Regions from separate parts of the Zea mays genome. Here all the other regions are linked to region 2. The links are chromatin contacts, called in public Hi-C maps. All regions are on one chromosome and are shown on one strand. Each heading gives the region's core, a stretch centred on a gene start, on an enhancer-like site or on the middle of the called end of the contact. The rest is flanking DNA. Distances are from core to core; before and after follow the strand shown.

The links. Hi-C and Micro-C count contacts between places; a contact is called where the count stands out from the background.
Region 1: a contact with region 2 is called in a Hi-C map of leaf, with 3 times the contacts expected there. The contact joins the enhancer-like site here to the promoter of LOC100216744 in region 2. A contact is called at or near these places in 2 of 25 Hi-C or Micro-C datasets (bundle sheath and leaf).
Region 3: a contact with region 2 is called in a Hi-C map of leaf, with 4 times the contacts expected there. The contact joins the promoter of LOC100274096 here to the promoter of LOC100216744 in region 2. A contact is called at or near these places in 8 of 25 Hi-C or Micro-C datasets (ear, endosperm, leaf and 1 more).

Annotation. Positions count from the first base shown.
Region 1 is chr1:199,619,538-199,622,534 of Zm-B73-REFERENCE-NAM-5.0, forward strand. No RefSeq gene overlaps it. Among protein-coding and RNA genes, the nearest start is that of LOC103643023, 11 kb to the left of the region's middle. Within about 2 kb of position 1,449, at least 15 of the 20 cell types and tissues checked have an H3K27ac peak or open chromatin away from gene starts, as enhancers often do. A contact at or near this core is called in bundle sheath and leaf, where this site is marked.
Region 2 is chr1:199,460,055-199,462,912 of Zm-B73-REFERENCE-NAM-5.0, forward strand. LOC100216744 reads left to right here and starts at 1,607. Exons shown (of 7, transcript NM_001157492.2): 1 at 1,607-1,950. The coding sequence starts at 1,651.
Region 3 is chr1:199,321,119-199,324,063 of Zm-B73-REFERENCE-NAM-5.0, forward strand. LOC100274096 reads right to left here and starts at 1,360. Exons shown (of 5, transcript NM_001148475.1): 1 at 1,035-1,360. The coding sequence starts at 1,109.

The sequences.
Region 1 (2,997 bases), core at 199-2,698, 160 kb after region 2:
AGCCACCATCCAAAATGTAGCCGTTGAAGAAGGCTGCTGGCGATGGGCGCACCGGACAGTCCAGTGCGCCACCGGACAGTGTCCGGTGCGCCACCGGACAGTGTCCGGTGAGCTGCCACGTCATCTTCCCATTAGGGCTTGGAGCTGGTCGACCGTTGGAGGCTCTATCCTCATGTGGCACCGGACAGTCCGGTGCCCCTCTGACCGTCTGCTCTGACATCTGATTTGCATTGTTTGCTTTGCAGAGTCGACCGTTGCGCGCAGATGACCGTTGCTCCGCTGGCGCATCGGACAGCCCGGTGGCACACCAGACAGTCCGGTGAATTATAGCGGAGGTGCGCCTGGGAAACCCGAAGGTGAAGAGTTTGAAGTCGATCTTCCCTGGTGCACCGGACACTGTCCGGTGGTGCACCGGACAGTCCGGTGCGCCAGACCAGGGAGCACTTCGGTTTCCTTTGCTCCTTTCTTCTTGAACCCTTTTTAATCTTTGTATTGGTTTTGAGTTGAACCTTTGGCACCTGTAGAACATATACTCTAGAGCAAACTAGTTAGTCCAATTATTTGTGTGTGGCATTTGAACCACCAAAATCAGTTAGGAAAAGGTTTAAAGTCTATTTCCCTTTCAAAAATGTTTATTAGTTTTTGTAACTTATTTGCAATTTTTTAGTAAAACTAGAATATTTATGAATTTTAAATATTGCGGTGTTGGTTCTACAATGTCCTTATGATAAGCAACTTTGAACTGCATGATGTCAATTTTACTGGTTTCCTTTCTTACATCTGATCTATCATATACATGATTATGTATTGCTTAACTTATGGATGGTTGGTCAATTAATATCATCGGATGAAGCGAACTACCCGACAATTATCCGGTATCTACCCGAGTAGTATCTGTTATTCGTTTCTTACCCGTCCGGATTATTACCCGATCCCGTTCTGTATCCGTCCCGAATCTTAACTACCCGTATCCGGTCCCGTATCCGAGAGAAATACATTAGGGTAGGATACGGAATGACCCTGTATCCGACTGTATCCGTCCTGTTTTCATCCCTAATTATCATCGTCAGTGCTGTCTCTCACTCCGCTGGTCATTCATTCTCATTTCACGACGAGATCCCCTGGAGAAATTATTTATGGAGCCCGTAGAGATTATGGGGGACCGGATTACTCTCCAGTGGCTGTGCTGGGCGATGCATGCATGCGCGGTTTGGTTTCGTGCGTCCGACAGGTAGCGCCGGTGAGACGTCTAGCTCGTCGTCTTCCCAGTACAGCTAGCAACGATGATTACATTACAATATTACCTATATATATATAGAAGCTCATGAGACCTATAGCTAGCAGCGCATGCCGGGCCCACGTACGTGCGTTGTAGTACGGAGAGGGAGGAACAGGATGATTAGCTGTGTGGTAATCATATCGCTCTATTATTAAGACTTGATACCCTCCCTGTCTTCGTCTGCGGACGGGCAGTGAGCATGGGCCATCATGTGTTGTTGACGACCGGATGACAGGATCGTCGGGCTGCAAATACAGCCTACGTGCAAATAAACCCAACAGCCCATCACTAGGCTAATGCAAACGGCGTGTCGACCGGGCCGGGCCGGGCCGAATAGGACTAGTTTGAGAAACATTGAATTGCCATCCTGAATCTCTAATTCAGAGCGGTCCTAGCTGTTGTTTGAATCAACTGAGACAGACAGTAACACTCGCGCTTCATCAGCCACTGTTCCAGATCTTGGGACAGAACACACCTGCAGATTTGCAGTGTCCAGCTGCCGAGGGAAAGTATACATAGAGCACCTCAAATATATGCAGATTTGCTCAACGTTGAGTGTGTGTGTGTAATGGTATTGTACCAAAATTCTGTGATGAAGGTTCACTTACTCCACTGGTGTTGGCGTGAATGAACGATGCAGCAGCCCAACAAGACTTCGACACATTGGTTAAGACGCTCAGTCTGTCCAGCCGTTAATGGATGATAAAAAAAACGTTTTCCCTACATCTGGTTGCTTTACTTATTTATCTTCAGGTAATGCTGGATTTGCTGGTGTTGTATCAGGTGGGGGCTTTTCAGCACCACACCAACTGCTTCTGCAGGTGTTGGTTTTGCCGCCGCTGCTACTGGTGGAGGTTTTGCTGCTCTTGCTTCCAAAAGTGGTGGTTTTGCCTGGTGCAGCTTCATCTGGTGGTGGTTTTGGAAGTGCCTCCCACTCCCAGGGAGGTGGCTTTGGCAGTGGTGAGATCTCCCAAGTCGTGTTCTGTTTTGAACAAATACTTATTTTTTTTGCAGGGTAGTTTTTCGATAAATGCTAATGTGTGACAGTGCACATCGCTTATGGTTTGTATATGTGTTTAATCAATCATCCAACATTCGAACCTGTGGCTGTGGTGTGTCATCAGTTTAAAGTTTTGCTAGTTCCTGGCAGTTAAACACACACCTAGATTGACTCTATTATTGGGTTAAATGCTGGTATTTGGAGTTGGAACTGCTAAGTTGCATTACTCATTTCTAGAAAGATGCTAGCATATAATGCATAGGCTCCATTAGGCTTATAAAGAACTTTTATGGTCTCCCTTGTCAGCAGTTATCACTGATCAGTTCCTAACATATCTACTCATTTCAGCTGTCCTGAACAAGTCCATATAAAGTATTTGATTTTGTCTTTAGGAATAGTATATATTGATTTTTAAGTCTCGCAAACATTTTCTACAAATGTAGTCAATCTTGAGAAAAATTGGTACTCCAGCAAGAAAGGTGGTAGCGATGCTTGTTGGTCGGCTTTGATATTCCAGGAGACACTGATGGCTTTGTTGAGGACCTCAAAGAGCACGGCGGCAGTTTGATAGGCTTTGGTGAGCCGAACCCTGGGGATGCATTGATCAATTGGTTCAGTAATGATTTTATGGTTATTTATATATATATATATATATATATATATATATATATATATATATATATATATATATATATATATATATATATATATATGGAAC
Region 2 (2,858 bases), core at 357-2,856:
GGGTGGGAAGAAGCAACAACGACTGCACATAGTCATCACCGTGGTTCCCATCGCTCGGTCTAGCAGAGGCGTGGGGTATGTGCGGCATGGAGCAGGAGAGCGCGTGCAATCTAGGGAGGAGGAAGATGAATTCGAGCGAGAGGTGGATAGGCCTCGGCTCGTGCAAAGCGTTGGAAGAAAGAGCGGAGATTGGAGCTCCCTCCGCATTCGGTGTGGAGATTAAAGGCGGCGGCTGGGGGCGGAGACACGATTCAGAGCGCGCTCGCGATGGGGAGGGCCGGACGGGAGGGAGGCAAAGATGGCAGGCGTCCGGTGCACGCTCGGAGGAGAACGGGGATGTCAGGTTGTGCGGGTGGGCATGGGTCCGGCGTCTACTTGCGGGAGCGGCAGCGCCGGAGACGGGATGTGTGGGGCGCGGATGGCGCAGAGTGGGTGGGGTGGAGGCGGGGGCATACACAGGTGTGGACGCCCACACTGCTGTCTTATAGAGTAGTAGTAGATAAACATATATATGACAATAGCATACATTGTAAAATAAGAAAATAAATATTTAAACCACTTCCATAATTCATAGTTTAATACTTCTATTTCATATCTCCATGTCTAATCTAGGCAACACTCTATCAATCCAAAATATTAATATGCAATGCAAGTATGCATCCACATGTGACATGCCCACATATCGACTTGCACATCAAATACAACAATCCATCGTAGGCTCATAATCTATAGACTTAAACACATCAATTTCCACTCTCTAGTTAAAAAGGTCACCAAGATATAATTTTAAAACTAGCATGAAAATAGACACAAAGACAAAATCTACTTGTCCTCCACTCTAGGTATCTAATGGTATACTCTCTTAAACCTGATAGGTAAACACCAACATCAAATGAATACCTCTTTAATTGAAATTCAATGTACAGTCCTACAATAAATAAGTAAAATGTTGAATAACTACTAGCTACTTGTCACCACACATTGTTTCAACGATGATTTGTTAGGGCTCGGGACTAAAGAGCCACAAGTTCGAAGACTCGCAGCGCAGTTGTTGTCACCGACCGTAGAATCACGGTCCGCAGACTCACTGTTTTGTAGGGTGAAAATTATTTGTCCATCTAGATGTCTTAGGGTTTTTTCTTGGGTTTTTTAAGCTGTATAGGCTATTGGGTTGTTGACTTAGCTCGTCTAACTCGCGAGCAGCTCAGGAGCTAGCTCGAGCCAGCTTGTTAACGAACCGAACTAAAACACTGGCTTAACTCATTACAGAATACAAACGAATCGAGTCGAGCCAGTGACGAACCGAGTCGAGCGAGATATAAGTTTCGAGTTTTTTGTCCAGCCTACTCCCGCCCGTGCCTCTCCTACTCGCGCACGCTGCCACCGCACGCCGCCGGCGTCCAGCCACTCAACTGTCAACTGCAGTTTGACTCCAGACGCTAGTAAGAATATTCTGTCGGTTCAAACAGAATATGCTTCCGGATAAACTCGCGCCGCGGCGGAACATTCTGCGAGCCGTCGCTCTCGTCGCCTGGCCCGCCCGGCGGCGGCGGTTGCGGGGTCTAAAAATGTTTCAAAAAAAAGAGTATTTTGGAACCAGCGCTGCCAAATCAGGAAACGGGCACGACGCGGGCGGGGCGGGGAGCCAAAATGGCGCTCCCGGGCCCGGCGGCGACCCGCGCGGCGGTGAGGCTCTGCCGGATCGCGGCGAGCGCTTCCTCGTATTTGCCGTCTGCGGCGGCCGACGGAAGGAGGGAGCTGGAGCTGCCGTTCGCGCTGGTGGCGGAGCGGGGGATGGTGGTGGGCGGCCACCGCGGGATGGGGATGAACGCGGTGGGGGCACCGCCCGGGGCGCGCTTCGGGGCCGCCAGGGAGCGGGAGAACACGCTGCTCTCCTTCGGCCGAGCCGCCGCACATGCTGCCGTCGCCTTCGTCGAGTTCGACGTCCAGGTGCGCCTTGCTGTCTCGTTTGGGACCTTGTTCGGATTTGGATTGGAGTTTGCAGTTACACCACCACAGCATTGCGATGCAAAAATGGTATTAAAAAATGTGGGCGGCTGGGCCCGACGCAATAATCGAAACGCGTGCTCCGGTGGATGCAACTTGCGTCTGCCACCGACCTCCATGACCATTCTCCCTCCTCCAGTTGGGACCTGGATGTGTAGTGTAGGGGTATCATATGGTTGCAGTGCTTTACTCGCATATGCTAAGGTTTGAGGTTTCTGGCTAGCCAAATAGTAGTAGAAGGAAGCAAATAAGCAACATGAGCTGACTGGATTGTGAAAATGATTAGTCTCCGTCCCGATCCGGGCATCCGGTAATGTGTGAGCATATTGCGACCTCTATTCGAGTCCTGGTACACATGCTTTTACAACAACGGTGGTGGTGGTGGACTAACTGTATACATGCTATTTTGCCATGAAAGCGTGAAAGAGTCACATTGTTCAGGTTTCTGATGCAGATTTACTGTCAAAATTATGAAATGTCAACCATATAAGTATAATCAAAGAGGTACAAGAGATGAATAGGTTCCTGAAAATCTGTAGATTTCTCTAGTTCATTCAAGAATCTCCTTCCACCCTAGAATTTCCAGATTCCTAGTACCCATCTACCATGGTGGATCGGATCATTTCCCCCCGACCCGACTCACCACTCCACTCCCATCCCGACGACACCTCCAAGCACCAAGCATCAGCTAGGGTTGCCACCGCCTCCATGCACCCGACTTCGGCGGCCGGCGACACGGTTCAGCCACCACTAAATCGTCGCACCTATTCCCCATCGATCCTTCTGCATTGCTCATCGCCCATCCATGTCGCCTGTCCCAATTCGACGTTGCCTCTTCAACACCTCCCTAG
Region 3 (2,945 bases), core at 110-2,609, 140 kb before region 2:
AATCCCTACAAGCTAGGCACTATAATGAAGATCCAATGTATACATTACAGGCCGATGTCATCGTTAAATCACAGATGGTGTACCGGTAGTCCGGTACAAAACAATCCCAACTGAATTCACTCAAAGAATAATTCCTCTCATATAACTAAAAACAATACGTACATCATGACTCTGAAAGCTTATCACAACGATAGGGTAGTAATAGCTATATTAGTGAATGGGTAAACCATAGTCACAAAAGTTTTTTTATAGGATACAAGGACGCCACGGACACACACCACACTACACGAACACACACTCCGTGGGCGTCCAACACAACGTGCATTAGAAAGGGACTGAGAAGGCTAGACCTCTCAAGTGCATGGGAAACACGCAATACCACTGAACGCTTTTGCGTGTATAAAGAGGAAAAAACCCCAAGGTGAGGGACACGGGTTGATTCTGGGAATCGAACTCGGCCCGGCTGGCTGTGCTACAACAGCGCTAGCCACCCAGGCTATGCCCGGTCCTCATAGTCACAAAAGTTGATGAGTCAACAGGGTTGAGGAATGTGGTAACGTTATTTGCGAGAGGTTTTTAAGGCACATTCGAAAATAACCAGAGTATCTAGGACAAGGGTCTCACTGCCTTAATCTCGGTTTTATGTGACTATGGGTATAACTACGTGTGTGCTTTATAATAAGGACCTACATTTCAAAGGAAGCTAAGAGTTGACAGAACCGTCCATGGCCTGAGCTACTAGCAGTGACTATTCAATGTGCCAAAAACATAATATTATGAAAGCACACAAAATCCCCACCCTTCCCTTCTGTTCCACCCTGCATATCGGGACTTGCAGAACAGGAGCTACTGCAGCAACATGGAGCAGGCCCGTAAATAAGTAAATTCCCTAATCAAGCAATTGCCCGCACAATCGGGGCAGCACGAGCAGCAGGTACGGGGCGAAATCAGCAGTTACAATCCCATCAACGTCGCACGGACCACTGCGGCCAGATGGGGAGAGAAAAGGAGGGTGGCAGGTAGAGATTCCTTACGTTGCTTCCCCGCCAGACCTGGTAAACCCTAGGCTGCTCGCCGGCGCCGCCGGTGGGCGGCGGCGGCACGTACATCCCGACGGCGCAGGGGGCAGGTGGCCCGGATCAAGCTCCTACACCCTCCTCCTCTACGGCCGATTGCCACCCAAGCAGCCAGGCGGGGGTGCGGCGGCGTGGGACGGGGAGGAGGGAGGGAGAGGGGAAAGGTGGGTGGGAGAGCCTGGGGTCTGGGAGGGGAGCTAGCCTAGGGAGGTCTCCGGGTTAGGTCGCGGTCGCGGTCGCGGGTGGTGGGCTCTCTCCTCTCCTCCTCCCGTCCGTCCTCCACCTCCTCGCTCTGGGAGTTTGGCTTTGGGACGTGCGCGCTTGTCGTCTCCCGTCTCGTCCCGTCTGCGCGCAGCAGCAGGCCAGCAGTTGCCGTGGGCAGCGCGCGTCTGGCTCTCCCGGAGTGGTGGGCCCAGCTGATCATCTCGGGTCGTGGACCGGCTCTCCGCTCCCGCTACAGTTGGGCCTGGGCCGAGACACTATCTGCAACTGTTCTCCCTAAATTTTCCCCATAAATGTTATTATATAGCCACGTCAGCAAAATTCTCTCTCCTATATTCACTCGTCTCACAACCGTTCCCCTAAATTTTCCCCTATATATCCCTCTACTCATTAAATATACATTTCCATATAACTAACATAACCAACTTCAATTTCTATTTATTTTATATGTTTTCATACGTTCGGCATTATGCGCTCGTTTTAAAAAAAATGAAAAAAAAATATTTTTATTTGTTTGTTTTCAATTACGGAAAAGATGTAATACAAGATTTCAGTTTAAAATTAATTTCGTAATGGCAAACTTTACTTCTCCATAGTACTCCGTTATAACAATTTCACAAATATTTGTACGCAATATGATTTAACCACGCTTATGCTTGAATCATACTCGTTCAGTCGTACACAGGAAGCCACGCTTGTCTTCGACCGAAAGCCACGTTTCACTTACGTTGTAAGCCAAGGTTGGCTTCCGACGTAAGCCAGTAGCTTCTCCCTGAAGCCAAATTTCTCTCGTCTATATATATGTAATGTTTGTCTTCAAATATGTACTTACATATACCACTTGTTTCACAAGTAAGCCGTTGCTCCAAATGTCTCCCAGTCGTAGGCAACATGATTCGGATTTAAGTGATAGTGACGACGAAACACTTCTGCTTGTTAATCTTCTTACCCTCAACATTGAGGCTAGACGCCTTCACCGACGACGGTCCGGATTACCTCGCCGCGTCATTCGCAGGGATCATTTTGCTGGAGAAAACCTTATCCACCATCACTACTTCGGGCTGAACCCGGTGTATCCATCGCACGTGTTTCGTAGAAGGTACGCACATCATGTAATTCTAAGAGGTTATGATAATTCCATAGTATTTACCACGATCCTATGTTCTTTTCTTTAGGTTTCGCATGAGTAGGCCTCTGTTTCTCCGCATTTTGCAAGGACTTCAACAGCAGGATACATACTTTACACAAAGGGTTGACGCAACAGGCATGCCAGGACTCGGTCCCCTACAAAAAGTATGTGCGGCACTCGCATACTTGCATTTGGGTTACCTTCTGATGTGGTAGACGAGTACATTCAAATCGGGGAGTCTACAGCTAGAGAATGTCTTCATCATTTTTGTCGCGCAATCATAGAATATTTTAGTGCCTGGTATCTACGGACTCCTAATGAAGCTGACATAACACGTATCATGCACAGTAGCGAGTCAAGGGGTTTTCCTGGAATGTTGGGTTCCATAGATTGCATGCATTGGGAGTGGCGGAACTGTCCTACATCCTGGCGTGGTCAGTTTTGTGGTCGAAATGGTAGAGCGTCCATGATACTAGAGGTCGTAGCAACTTATGATCTATGGATTTGGCATGCATTTT